Linked DNA regions of Sus scrofa: region 1 is linked to region 2. Evidence: chromatin contacts called from public HiChIP or PLAC-seq data. All regions are on one chromosome and are shown on one strand. Each heading gives the region's core, a stretch centred on a gene start, on an enhancer-like site or on the middle of the called end of the contact. The rest is flanking DNA. Distances are from core to core; before and after follow the strand shown.

Region 1 (2,700 bases), core at 101-2,600, 1.1 Mb before region 2:
ACATTGTGATATCATTGTGACGGACCCTTGATATTTAATGAGTCTTCAACTGAAAAACTGGTTATCGGAAGCCAGGGAAAGGAAGCTTGAACGCTCTGCGTAGTGCCTCCGCATCAGACTGGAGGGTGGCAATGCGGGGAGGAACCTCCTGGGAACACAGCAGGGGTGATCAAGCCTTTCTGCAAGTTTCTCCTCCTTCCACTAAATTAACCTGCTAAGCCCCCACCCCCACCCCGTCCTATTAGGAAAAGTCACGCCGGCAACTCGCTGAAGGACAGGGGGATAGCTCCCGCCGCACCACCGAAGTTGTCTTTGGTAAGGGCCGCGGCTTAACTCTTCCTGCCCAAAAGCTGTGGCCAACACCCCCTTCTCCCGGGCAAACGCAGCTGCCAACTTTCCCGTTGCCCCCTGATCTGCGCAAAACAGCCTAAACTTTGCTGTTCGCCCACCTGGGCGCGCAGCAGAGCGTACGGTCGGGCCACACCGACGACGCCCCCACCCTGGGCAAGCGATGGCACTGACCTTCACACCACTCCCCAACTCCGCGACACCGGCCGCCTCCCGCCCCCTCCCCCGAGCCTCGAACTGCTTTCCCCGTCCCTCTCCACTGCCCCTAAGCCCTCACGGGAAACCCGCGGTCGGTGCGACTGCAGCTCGACCTCGCGTGTCACACTGCCCACGACCCTCTTGCCCCAGAGAGCGTCTGACCCCGGGTCCTCCGGCCGCCCACTCACCATTGGTGAAGGGCTCCATCTTCCCCCGGCCGCAGCTCCTTACAGCAGGAGCGTCCAAGCTTCCTACTCCGAACGCTGAAGCGGCCCTACCAACTGAGCATGCCCAGCGCAGCGCCGAGGTCTGTCGGGGAGGTGCCGCGAACAGCGGCGCCGCTCCGCTCGCTCGAAAATCCACAGCTCCGTGTTTTAGCGACAGCTGCAGAGAGCGAGGGAAACTAGAGGAAAAAGCACTGCACAGGCCCCAGCGGATTCCAGGGAGTGAAGAGGAGGGAGAGGGTTAGATCTGGGGGCGGGCCGGGGGGGGCGTGACCGGAACAAGCCCCGCCCCTGACAGAAAAGGCCAGCAACTCGGTCTGTTTCAGTGCCCAGAACAGCGGTCAGTCATTAAGCAAATGTGATAGCCTATAACGTCCCGGCCAGGCCCGGCCCGGCCTTAGGAGCCGGGAACCCAGCTCCGCGCTGGTAAAACACAGTCATTGCCTCCGTCGAGGAGACATTCCAGAGACAGATAATAAACAAACACAAGACACACGAGATTGATATAAATGCCCAGCTCAGCATTAAATCTAGGTGATGTGACGGAGATTGAGTGGGTCGCTAATTCGGATGCTTGTTGAGGAGAGGCCTGGAAGGTGCCACTGTAGCCAAGATCTGAAGGCAAAGCAGGATCTATGGACGAAGGTCGCTCCCGGACTGCGAAGCTTCGGTTTCCCTGGGGAGTGTGGCCCCGGGGAGCTCACTCTGCTAAGGCTTGAGGGAGCAGGCACTGTGGGTCGTCTTGGCAGGGCTGCTGGCTCACATCACAGAGGTCCCATGCTCTCGGTGGCCTGACTGAAGTGGGGGAAGACCCCCAAGGAGTCTGGGCGGCTAGCGGATCGGGGCGCGGCATCTACAGGCAGGCGGATCACAAAACCTGGCACTGGATCAGACCGGGGCCGCGGGAGCCGCAGGATGTGGGCTGAAGGCCTGCCCCGCCAGCCTTAAATCAACACCTGCGGCTCCCCGGGGTGCAGCCGCTGCTGCAGGTGGCCAGGCCAGCAGAGCTAGGCCGGAGAAAGCGAAACTCTCTTTGTCGCCCCCGCCCTCCAGCACTGGAGCCCTCAACTCCAGTCTCCAGCCCCCATAGTTTCCAGTGTCAAAGCCGGGCGACCCGGCGAACCATTGAAATGAAATAACCAGGGGCCTGGGGAGCCCGGGTGATGCTCTTCCAGGCCTCACTTCATCATCCCTTGCTCTCTGTGCGGATCGCCGCTATGCTGCGGAGTTCGGGGCGCGCTGCATCGCCTCCTGCCCCTCATCGCTCTTCTGTCCTCCCCAAACGCAGCCTTGGCCTCAGCAGCAACTTGGCTCCCGCTGTGCCTCACTGCGCCTGCCAACTGTCACACGCTTCTCTGAGGCTGTCAACAGCAGGGCGTCCGGTGCAAACAAGCCCGTGGCAAGCGCAAACAGCCTGGGCAAACAGGGCTGGCAGTACTGTTTGTTGTTTGACCTGCGTGGGAAATTGAAATTAGGTTTCAAAGAAGTAAAATCCAAGTAAAATATTGTATTTTGCAATATTGTATTCTTAAATGTCTGTTGAATTAAATCACCCACTTGCGCTTTAAAATCTCCAGTGGCTACCAATCACACTTAGGATAAAAGCGAAACTCTTTCCCTAACTCTAGGACTTTATCTCCTACACGTGCTTACTATGCTTTGTCCACAGAGGCTTTCTGGCTGTTCCTTAAAGTCGCCAATTTACATTAAACCATTCCAACTGCATGGTCCTCATGGAAGAACTGTTCCTTCTGCATGGTACTTCGACTGCTGGTTCCTTCTTGTATTTTAAGTCTCATCTCAAAGGGCTTCTCTGAGAAGAGCTCTTTCCTGGCCACACAATGGAAAATAGGTGCAAACATGGTCTATTCTATAAAGACTGGGTTCTGCTTTATTGTAGTCACAGCACTTAAGGCTCTCAACGTTTTGT
Region 2 (2,700 bases), core at 119-2,618:
TCTGCCAGGAGCTTATTCAGGAAAGCTGAGGGCTGAGAAGTCCCAAGCCCTGAGGAGGCCCAGTCACCTCAGGCCTTCCCCCGCAACATGTTCCATTTGCTGACAGAGATCTTAACTATCAGTCCTTCTTTGTGTCTTAGCATCTGGGTTTCTTGCTTTGCCATTTAGCTTTAGTAATAATTAGAGCTGCTTCTGGGAATCAACTTTCTTCCCTTCTCTGGATGACATTAGGCTCCGGCTTCTGAAGGGACCATCAGTGAAGGTGGGCAGCTCTGGCGGGGGTCCTGATTTCAGTGTAAAACTTCCTGGGGAAAAGGAGAGTTCATTTTTAAAGGAGGTAGTATTCCCTGATTTCTTTATTTAACACCCTGCACGCAGAGGGGTCATAGTCAGTCCTGGAACAACAGACCTCACTCACCACCCCCTGAGCATGTGGGCACCAGGGAAAGAGCAGGTAAATGTGATGAATGTGATAAGTGAGTTATTACACCACGTCCTCGACTCAACAACAGTGAAAACAAAGGGTCATAAACAAAGGATCAAAGAGAGAAAAGGCCCCACATGGAATTGGCACTTTGAAATTAGGGTTTGTGTTAGAATTTGCTGCCTTGCGAAACTGCTGTCAAGGGTCACAAACTCAAACGCTAAGGAATGAGTGGCAGGTGTCCAGAAGGTAGGAGCCAGCACTCCCCAACCCCCATGCCTGTGGGCAGACCTGAGCATCTCAGCCCCAGCTACTGCCACACATGAGGGTGAACTGACTTTTCATAGAGGTGCCAAGTCTAGGTTCTTCTGTGAAATCCCCAGATGTTTAAATGTTGGAAATTCCATTAAACAGTCACAACAGCAAACAGTGCTAGCCAAGCAAGACAGGACGCAAAGCCACCATTTCAATTTCACTTCCTCTAAAGATATTTTGGCGCGTTCGTTCTGTTTCTTGAATGATTCTGTTTGCATGTGTCTTTAGGAACCGTGACTCTGAGAGAGACAACAAAGATTTAACTCTAAGAAGACCCTGCCTGCTCAGCCCACCCCCTCTGGGACTGGTCTGTACACTTAATGCTTCCTCAGAGAGTAAGGTGACTCTGCTCTTTTTCCAAGGATGGGCATTCCTAAAAGAGCTGAGGTCAGTGATGCCCTGGGCACAGCCGCTGATGATGACATGCAAGCATGCAAGCGCGCCTTCCTCCAGAGGTCTAGCTGGTGAATCACTCCAACTGAAATGACTTCGGGGCTGGCCCTTTAAAAGTTGAGCACGCTACCAGGCAAACTCCTCCTCCAGGGAGGTTCCTTTAAATGAAAGCCCGCTGGCTGGGGCCTCCGTTTTACACCCGAGCAATACCTTCTGTTGAGGTTTCCTCCGGGGAGGCAGCCGCCTGTCAGCATGGCTCAAGCATTTGTGAACAGCAAAATCCAGCCTGGGAAGGTGGTAGTTTTCATCAAGCCCACCTGCCCCTTCTGCAGAAAGACACAGGAGCTCCTCAGCCAATTGCCCTTCAAAGAAGGGCTTCTGGAATTTGTCGATATTACAGCCACCAGTGACACCAACGAGATTCAAGATTATCTGCAACAGCTCACAGGAGCCAGAACGGTGAGCCGGGGGTTTCATTCGGAAGGTTGGATAAAAGGCTCCCGGATTCCTTTTTCTTGCCTGGGGTGTGAACAGGGGATGCCTTTGCCTTCCTCTAGGACACCGCTAGGGCTCCGTCACTCCAGGCAGCGGGAGGGCTGTGTGGGGAGGGGGAGGGTGCCGGAGAGAAGACACTGCTTCCTTGAAAGGGTGGCTGGACTTCAGCCAAAGGTGCTCTCGGATCAGAGGACAGAGCACAGCTGACCGTGCTGTGCGTCAGGGTCATGGGCCCAGCAGCTGTCCTGGAGTCACTGAGGAGCTATCTGGAGTCTTTGTCTTAAGCACTGCCGAGAAGTGACAGTTTGAGGGCTGAAGTGGGAGGAGGGGTGGAGGAGCCAAGTGTGAGCTGTACATTTCTGTTGTTGAGTTAGAACCGCCGGCACTTTTTCCTCTGGGTTCACATGGCCAAGGAGGATTTGCTGCCCTTCAGTCTTACCTCCAGGATCTCTTTAAACTTAACCTAATTTGCTCATTTTTCCATATCCTATCTAACTCCTCCCAGGGAAGAACCTCATTCTAAATGACGGGATATTTCCAGACCTGTCAAGAGTAGGGAGGGAGGCCAGAGTCCGGATGGCTCTCACAATGGCTTGCTGGTTGATCCTGGCAAGTCACCTCCTCTGTGACTGCCAGCGACCTCCTGGCTGCAGCGCCACGCTGGAGTAGGCCACCTCTACTTCCTGTTTGCTGTGGACAGACAGTGAGACCCTAGGAGCCGCTCCCTTTCTGAAAAGGCTTCCTCTTCCTCAGCCAGCCAGCCAGGTCACCAGTAGCAGTTCAGGTGCTGGGGACGGGGGTTGGTGAGGGATGTCCCACCAGCTCAGCCAAGCTCCCTTTCAGGGTGCACATTCTACCACATGGTGTGCACAGAAGCATGTATCCTAGCTCAGGTTTAGTTTGACTTGCAGGGTTTTCTCTGGGTTCTTAGGGTAAAGAAGGGGAGGCTGTTTCTCTCCTACCTCTCTAGTCAGAAGTCAGCTTTCTGGTGCAGAGAGGGAGGGAGGCCATACATGTTACCCTATTGTTTCCAGGGCCCTGGCTGGGGTCTGAGGACCCTGGTCTCTGGAAGG

What was found. HiChIP or PLAC-seq counts read pairs in DNA pulled down with a chosen protein or histone mark.
Region 1: an H3K27ac HiChIP or PLAC-seq map of alveolar macrophages shows a contact between it and region 2. The contact joins the promoter of LNPEP here to the promoter of GLRX in region 2. A contact is called at or near these places in 1 of 5 promoter capture datasets (liver) and 1 of 2 datasets of contacts at active chromatin or transcription factors (alveolar macrophages).

Annotation. Positions count from the first base shown.
Region 1 is chr2:103,567,016-103,569,715 of Sscrofa11.1, reverse strand. It overlaps LNPEP (leucyl and cystinyl aminopeptidase), which reads right to left and starts at 1,350. Exons shown (of 18, transcript NM_001105291.1): 1 at 735-1,350. The coding sequence starts at 753.
Region 2 is chr2:102,436,429-102,439,128 of Sscrofa11.1, reverse strand. It overlaps GLRX (glutaredoxin), which reads left to right and starts at 1,368. Exons shown (of 3, transcript NM_214233.1): 1 at 1,368-1,591. The coding sequence starts at 1,385.